Regions from separate parts of the Triticum aestivum genome. Here region 1 is linked to region 2. A link is a contact called in public Hi-C data. All regions are on one chromosome and are shown on one strand. Each heading gives the region's core, a stretch centred on a gene start, on an enhancer-like site or on the middle of the called end of the contact. The rest is flanking DNA. Distances are from core to core; before and after follow the strand shown.

Region 1 (4,202 bases), core at 201-2,700, 270 kb before region 2:
AGCGGTGGGGCCGGCAGGGGGTCGCCGGGAGTAGCGCCGGCGAAAGTGCAGGGGTGGGGGGCGACACGAGGCAGTGGTGCGACTTTTACTCAGCCGCCGAGCGGTGGAGTAAATTTAGGGAGAAGTTTGGGGACGGTGTAAATGTTTTACTCCCTTACGACGGATAAGGGGTTGGCTAGGTGCCGGTATTTTGCTCCTCTAACCGGTTATAAGGGATTGGTTAGAAATGCCCTAAGAGTTTGAAACTATGAATATTCAAAGACGTAGTTTCTGACCTGAAATGATGTTTGTACTCCCTCCGTTTCTTTTTAGTCTGCATATAAGATTTGGTCAAGTTTGACCAACTTTGTTGGAAAAATATCAACATCTAAAATACTAAAGCTATATGGTATAAAAATTAATTTCATGATGCATCTAACAATATTGTTTTCATATTGTGAATCTTGATAGTTTTATCTATAAATTTAGTCAAAGTTGACAAAGTTTGACTTTGACCAAATCTTATATGCAGAACGGAGGGAGTATCTTCCTTTCTATATGGAAAATGTCATGCTACTAGCCACCTGGGCAATTTGGAGCACCAGAAACGATCAGATCTTCAAAGGAAACCAGCAAAAACATATACAAGCTCAGGAAAAAATTCAAAGAAGAAATGTGTCTCCTTGTGCACAGAGCAAAAGGAAAACTTATGGGGACTTGCATTGGAATCATAGATAGAAACTTTCATTTACCTTGTTGTGCGTGGGCTTATGACCTTGCATTAGTCTTTTCCTTTAGCCTTTTATATATACAGCACTTTATGAAGAAGAAAATAGGCAGTAGGATGACCTACTGTCTTGCCTGAAAAAAAGAATGGCCGGTCTGTTCAGGGAGCAGTTTGACAAGGACCTTGCAGAGGCCGCGGATGGCCCCTTCATTTTTTCTAGCAAAGCAAACCATCCGGCTCAAAACTTTTCTTGACAGTGTGCAAAACCGTCCCAGCTTTTGACCGTGTGTTACCGTGGCTTGATATATGACCACAGCCAGTAGCCACTTGTGGTTGTTCCTGATAGAGAGAAATCGAAACGAAAACGGAAGAGCTCAAAGCGCACAGACTAGAACAATGGACAGGTGCGATGCAGGAAGGAACAACCCGACAACGCACCTCAACGTTTCAATCCCCTTCACTTTCATGGAGATAGAGATGGAGCCATCCAACTGCAAGTGGGGAGCAGCGGAGAAGAAGGTCAAAGACACCAACTTCGATCGATCCATTTCCGTTCCATTGCGTGGCTCACGTTCGCTCAGCGCATTATCCCACGAGTTCCCTGTCGTTGGCGGTGCTGACATGGCTGATCTGCCCTCTGCTGATATCTGTTTCTAAAAGGATGTCAACCAAGGATACCAAGGCAGAACCAATCCTGCCCACAAGCTCTTCGGCGCCGCCAGTAATCTGTATATATCCAGGCATATACGTACATGTGATAATGCATTATTTATACACGGTCGGGCTGTGGTAGACGCTCCAAATTCAACGCCCGCTTCAGAACCGAGACGTGATCGGACCGTGCTCCGCTCTTGCTTCTCCGGATATTTGTCTCTGAACCGCGCCGTCGGCTACAGATATCAGACGTATCTGAAGCTAGGATTGCAACAGGAGTGCCAGTTTCCATTGCGGCTGCCTGTTTGTCGTTCATCGGGCGAGGTCAGATACCACGCTGCATGGCCGCTCCAAGTCAAAGACTCCACGTCCGTGTGAAAATCTTGTCAAATTTTGTTTAATGCATGAGATGAAATGGTCCATACGGTGCAGCCTCGAATGCATGTGGACAGGCAGGCAGACAGACAGAGACTGGGTCTTGATTTCATCTTTACGTACGCGCGGTTGGATGATCTGACTTGAGTTCCTTGCATGGTTTGATGGATAGAGCAGTAGGTTGGGCGGGCGTCTGCCGGCCGGTTGCAGTGGTCGCGTTCACGTTGGGGCCGGTAGGGTAACTTGAGGTGCAATCTTATACTACGTCTCGCGCTGCACAACACACATTCATACGGCGGCAGACAACTTAAGGCACGGCGGGCCGGGGGCCGTGGCGAACCGGCAGCTCAAAGCTATTTATCTGTGCTTTGCGGCGGGGCGCCTCCGACTCTGAGCAACACACACGCGTAAGGTTCTTTGTATTGCTCCGTCGGCAATGCGTTCGTCAAACTGCCTCGTGGTCTGGCCGAAAAGGTTTACTTCATTTGCAAGGGAAGCAACCAGAGACCGCTCTTTCGGCGTAGTAGATTTGCATGCAGGTTTGACAAACCCGGCGACAGCGGGGATGTCGGTGCGTTTTTTCGGGAATGTTTGAGCTCCCCCCTCCGGCGCTCACGGCTCCAATTCACGTGGGTAGTTAGTCAAGGGATGTAGTAGCAGACACCATGGTTAAGAACCAAGTCTACGATCACTAATTCTTATGCCCCGCGCACGCGTTGCATCAACCTCATTAGAGCATCTACACCCGGGCACTCCAAACCCGCTTCAAACGTCCGGATGGCCGGCAGGTCACTGACCGGTCACAAAAAAGCAACACAGACATGCGCCTCAAACGGGGTTCAAAAGTTCGGGCTGACCGACACCCTTATATTCAGCCCAAATCTGGGGCGGATATGGGGCACCTGGACGCGTCCGTTACGTCAGACCCGGCCCATGCTGGCCCACCTGACCCCACTTGTATTCCTCCCCAACTTCTCGTTGGACAAAATCCTAGCCACTTCACTTCACTCCCTTCACTCCCCACCGCCACCCAAGCTCCCGTACTTCGATCTCCGGCATGGCGAGCAGTGGATCCGACGGTGATCAGTACAGATCCGTCGACTGGGGTGTCGTCTACTGCGGTATGGAAGAGGCAATGGCCGCCTGCATTGCACTCTGCCGCTCCCGGGAGGACAGCGCCCGACCGACGGCCGGATCTGTAAGGCGCGAGTCCATTGTGTGGGTGCATCGGGCGCTCAGATCCTTCGGGGCCGGATCATCGCGGTCCTCCCAGGAGTCTTCCAATCTCCCTTTCCCCATCACCGTTCCGCCGCAGTATGAGTCCTACCGAGACAGGTGTGCCCGCCGTGGAAAGGAGAGGATGAGGGCCACCGAGGCCCGACTCGCTGCCGACATGGCAGCGGTGGAGGCGACTGATGCGGCGGCACGCGCTACCGTCGAGGAGGAAGCCATCAGCGCCCGCATTGTAAAGAAGCGGAACGGAGGAACACACGCGCCCTCGCCCGAGAGCAGAATCGTGCGGTCCGTCCATTGCTGGACTGCCCCCCAAGGAGGAGAAGGAAGACAACGATGGGTCGGACAGCTCTGTCGATGAGCAGTGCCGGTTCGATCCATACTGCATCTTTGACCGATACTTCCGCGAGAACGACGACAAGGGCGCCGGGAAGGGCAATGGCAGTCGTGGATGATCTTCTCCATTGCTAGTATGTAGGTTAAACATGCCATTTTTTGGTAGTCTGATGGCATGTCCTTATGTAGTACGTAGTTGCATGCGTTTGTATGGATTTGAGGTGTGCTAATTGAAGTGCCCGATTGTGAGAAGATAAATTTAAGGCATGACCGGTCAATGTTCACGGATGCGCCCCGACGCGTCGACGGGCATTTGAGGGACCGGATTTGTCAAGTCCGACTGTAGATGCTCTAAGACGCTAATTAGTAGCAACCTATAGTATCTCTTGGCATATATCACAATATTTATTTAGAAAGTAAAGGGAAATTTGTTTTTATACATCAAATATTAACCGGGTTCAACTAATGTGATATCGCCGAACAGATCGAGAAAAAAAGAGGGAACCCTAGCTGCCACCGGGTCTCCACCCTCCACCTCTCCCCTTCTCCCTCACCGCCGCCAAAGGGCGCAGCCTAGTCGGCGCCGACAGCGTCGTGGCTTCCTGATCCCGTCGCGTGGAAGATCTAGAGCGGGTTGGTGTCTTTGTGACAAAGCATGGCGCTGCTAGGTTCCAGCGTGGTGTGCGACTGCGCGGGTCATCCACGGCGTGCCAGGTTCGTGGGGTGGTGGAGGCCCGTCGGTGGGTGTGGCTGGTTACAGCGGCGGCGCAGACTGTGAGTGGCTAGGGCTGGGCCGGGGGCCTCTTTTAGGGTGCTATCGGCGGTGGAGATTGCGGTGTGGTGGCGATGGAGCCCGGCCGGCGGCGGCGTGCTGGGGGCTCGGTCCTGCAGGCAGTGG
Region 2 (4,377 bases), core at 1,681-4,180:
ACGGTGGATGGCTCGGTCTCACTAGCCATGGAGTATTGGATGCTAGCCGGATAATATGGACTCGGAAGGATATGGTCGGATTCGACATAGTTGGATCCGTGTCAAAATAAGGTCCGAGTCGGACAAACCCGACAATGAGATGCAGCGATAGGTCATCTGTGAGTCTCTAGTACAACATGTGTTCTATGTCCTAACCTGAGCTGGCGCTTGTACTCGTGGTGACAGACCTTCTTTGGGCCGACCAAACGCTACTCCGTGACTGGATAGTTACAAAGGTAGGTTTCGGGCTTGTCCAGACCCATGTTGCGAGACATTGTCGAGCAAGATGGGATTTTCCCCTCTGATCAAGAGAGATATACTCCGGGCCCCTTGTGTGATCCGACCAAGATAAGCATGGCCATGCGATAAGGATTATGAGATAATCCGGTTTGTGGTTGGCATCACTGGAACAAGAGGTCGGGCTAGCACAAGGATTGCAGACTCGCCTTGAGCCCAACAACATATATTGTGTGTCAAAGGAAACAAAGGAAGCAGAAGTGTGACATGTTGTACAGGTTCGCCAACCGGCTTCATTGTCTACTTGGTGGTCGGCACGCCTTGCTAGAGGCCGCTACCAGTTGAGCAGGTAGGACGTGATCCGACCTGCGACCAAGACGACTTGAACCTAAGGGGTCGCGCATTTAAGGGAAGGAACTTGTGAGGCCGGAGCCGACTCCACGAGTCAGATGTGATCCTACTCGAACTCGGATCCAAGCCGAACAGGCTTTGGGCTTGAGGATCCGTGCGAGGACCAAGTGTTGAGCCCATGACGGATGCCTATATGTAGTGGAGGTGCGGCACACTCATTCAGTTGATCACTTCGGCACCGTCACTAGGTTTTGCATGTGTTGCGAATAGCCACCTTCACTCGCTGTCGCCTGTGTGATCGGACCTAGCAGTCCGTCGCACGGTGTTCCTCCTGCACGCGCGCATACCGTTAGAGGCGGTGCACTTGCGCCGCTCCGATGAACCAGTATGTGGGATTCAACGATCGATTGTTCGAGTGAGATTGGGCGAGGAGGACACGAACCCCGCGGACGCGCTGCCCCAACTCTACTTCCGCTACACGGCACTGCGCGTCTGGTGGTAACGATCTGTGATCCATCTCCCGTTGTTTCTGGTTGATATGCGCGTAGGAAATTTTTTAATTTGCAGTCTATGCACCCTAGCGTAGAACCCAACAGCTTTGGCAAGCAGTTGCTGCAAGTGGTCAATGGCAATGACAATGAGCAAAGGGGAAAGAGGGTCACCCTGACGCAACCCCTTACCGAGTTAAACATTTCAAGGTCGGATAGATGGATCCCGGTCCATTTTTCACCTGGTTATATTCAAAAAGTTATAGTCGAATTTAAAAGTTAGAAAGAAAGTGTGCAATTTGGTATATGTACACAATGCGAAATAAATTGAGCGCCTATATATTTTGGGTTCAAAATATTGTCAGATGTGATTTGTAACCTGACTTCGGTAACCTAGCCAGAGGTGTTGTTAAGCCGTCTCCCACTCTTGAAACCCTATGCACCACAACGCCACCGCTCCTGCCAACGAGGTCATGGATCCCCTCCTCCTCCGCATTTTGCTATGTCAACAGGAGAGAGTGGGGCCTCGGATTTGCGCTGCGGCACTATAGTTGGATTTCTTAGGATTGGAATTTCGTTCCCCAACACCAATGTTGTGGTGGTGATGGTGGCATCATGCGGTTCAAGGATAAGGTTCCCGACTCCTGGTGCATCTAGCCGACGCGGTCTCATCGGTGTCGTAGAGGGTGGGAGGGGAATTTTCTGGTTGTTGTTCTTCAAGAGTGGTGGATCTGGTTGAGCCATATTATGTAGGTGGCCTTTGAGGGTGTCTTCTGGTGGAGTGGACGGTGTCATTTCTTGTATTGATCATGTGGCTCCTTCTCCGTCTGGCGACATTCGGACATTCGATTGTATTTCGGATGTCCAGACGTGAAGGTGGCCGCGTGCTGCCTGTTAGTGCAGGAGGAAGACGGCGTTGATTTCTTCGAGGATTGGCATGTAATTTTTAGTTTCTGTAATGACGGTCTGATAAGGAAGCGATTCAGTGCCCATATGCATATGCACATGGGCGTGAACAGTAATTGTTTAAAATAGCAATAAAATCCAAAAAAAACTGAAATTTGTTGGCATCCAACATGCTTGAACGTGTGATGTGCATGCAAAATTTTGTGACGTTTGAACATTCGATGCGGTCGTGGCAAAAAAGACAAAAATTGGTTGTGAAAGAAACTTTGAATAAGTACATTGTTTGGGCTCAATTTTGTCTTTCTTGCCTATAGATCCTCGAATGCCCAAACATCACGAAAATTTGCACCCTCCTTGCACACTCGATCACAGTCGATACCTAAAAAATTCTGAATTTTTTGAATTTTGTTACTATTTTATATGAAATTATTGTTCATCGGGTGTAGATGAGCCCGTGCTCATACTTGAATTACCGGTCTTATAAGGACTAGTCGATTCTAATATATGACGTTTGGTATTTTCACAAGAGAAGTGTGATTTTCAAATTGAGCACATGCATGTAAAGTCATATGTGTTGAACACATCCTCCAAACTAAAAAGCGGGAATCGACTATTTGCACGACATTATGGACTCCGTGGTCTTCGTCCATGGCATTCAAAAGGAGCACGTGGTTAAACAGCTCCGTGCTTCCAAAGGCCTCTCGGCGCGCAGCTGTTCCGTTTTCGTCCATTTGCACGACATTTTTTCAAAGCCCACCTGACCCGATCAGAAGGCCATGCCTCCCTCTCCTAAACACTGCTTAACGTGTGTACGCATGTGGCCACTGCCCACTGGGCCACGCGCTCACTAACTAACCGCGACGTACTACCAGTGCCGTTACATCTGCCCGTGCATATATACTGCCTCGGTACCCAGTCGGGAGCCAAGAGATGAGCCTCCCGTTTGATCGTAGCAGAGTGGTTTTGATTGTGCCAGTGCGACTACGACTGCTACCCCGCGCCCGCGCCGACGAGAGCAGAGAAGCGAAGCGAATTCTAGAAGGAGCCGTAAATAAATACTCCTCCTAGCCGGTGAGAGCAACGCCAACGCCCATAGTTCCGTCCCATACCACACAACCACTAGCTAGCAACCAGAGACTCACTGCCGCCGCCGCCGCCGCTGCTTGCATTGGAGGCGCTAGCCTAAGGCTGTGCCATCTTCGTTCTTCGACGACGACCGCGAAAATTGTAGGGCTGGCAGACTGGTGGCCGGCCGGCGCGGCGGCCGAAGCCCAAGCCGAGGAGATGGGGAGCATGGACGGCCACCCGCTCCAGGGCAACCACGCCTACGCCCACGTCCCTGCCGGCAGCAACAACGACGAGGACGACGCGTCGCCGCCGCCCTCGGCCGGCGGGGGGTCCTCGGGGTCGGGCCGCCGGCCGCGCGGCAGGCCCCCGGGGTCCAAGAACAAGCCCAAGCCGCCCGTGGTGGTGACGCGGGAGAGCCCCAACGCGATGCGCTCCCACGTGCTGGAGATCGCCAGCGGGGCCGACATCGTCGAGGCCATCGCGGCCTTCTCCCGCCGCAGGCAGCGCGGCGTCTCCGTCCTCAGCGGGAGCGGCGCCGTCACCAACGTCACGCTGCGCCAGCCCGCGGGGACCGGGGCGGCCGCCGTCGCCCTGCGGGGGCGGTTCGAAATACTCTCCCTGTCCGGCGCCTTCCTCCCGGCGCCGGCGCCGCCCGGGGCGACGGGGCTCGCCGTCTACCTCGCGGGCGGGCAGGGGCAGGTGGTCGGAGGCAGCGTGATGGGGGAGCTGCTCGCGTCGGGCCCCGTCATGGTGATCGCGGCCACGTTCGGCAACGCCACGTACGAGAGGCTGCCGCTGGATCAAGACGCCGAGGAGGGCGCTGTGCTGTCCGGGTCGGAGGGCGCCGCCACGCAGCTGGAGCAGCAGGGCAGCGGGGGCGCCGCCGTGCCCCCGCCGATGTACGCCGTGCCGCAGACGCCGCCCAGCGACATGTTCGGGCAGTGGGGGCAGGCGGCCGTGGCGCGGCCTCCGCCGACGTCATTCTAGCGCTGCACCGGCGAATCCTCGCGCGCGCGGTTCCTCTACCTAGCTAGTTTAGCTTTCTGCTTCTTCCCTAGTCGTTTGCCTAGCTTCCATTATCTTGTTAATTAATGTGCTATGTCATGCATGGGTACTTGTATGGTATATTTTTTCCCTTTTTTGTTTTCATTCCTCTTCCGTCTTTGAAGCTTGGGAATGTAAAATTCCTACAGGTATCAAGAACCCAACGAACAATGGTTGCTCGTCAATTAGCTTCTTAATTTCCAATGATCAATTGGTTTTCGCCTCCTAATTTCCAATGATCGAT

The links. Hi-C and Micro-C count contacts between places; a contact is called where the count stands out from the background.
Region 1: a contact with region 2 is called in a Hi-C map of leaf, with 4 times the contacts expected there. The contact joins the enhancer-like site here to the promoter of LOC123097930 in region 2. A contact is called at or near these places in 3 of 5 Hi-C or Micro-C datasets (all in leaf).

What each region holds. Positions count from the first base shown.
Region 1 is chr4D:362,416,744-362,420,945 of IWGSC CS RefSeq v2.1, reverse strand. No RefSeq gene overlaps it. Among protein-coding and RNA genes, the nearest start is that of LOC123097931, 42 kb to the left of the region's middle. Within about 2 kb of position 1,450, at least 1 of the 8 cell types and tissues checked has an H3K27ac peak or open chromatin away from gene starts, as enhancers often do. A contact at or near this core is called in leaf, where this site is marked.
Region 2 is chr4D:362,144,968-362,149,344 of IWGSC CS RefSeq v2.1, reverse strand. LOC123097930 (AT-hook motif nuclear-localized protein 29) reads left to right here and starts at 2,930. Exons shown (of 1, transcript XM_044519777.1): 1 at 2,930-4,337. The coding sequence starts at 3,306. The coding sequence ends at 4,076.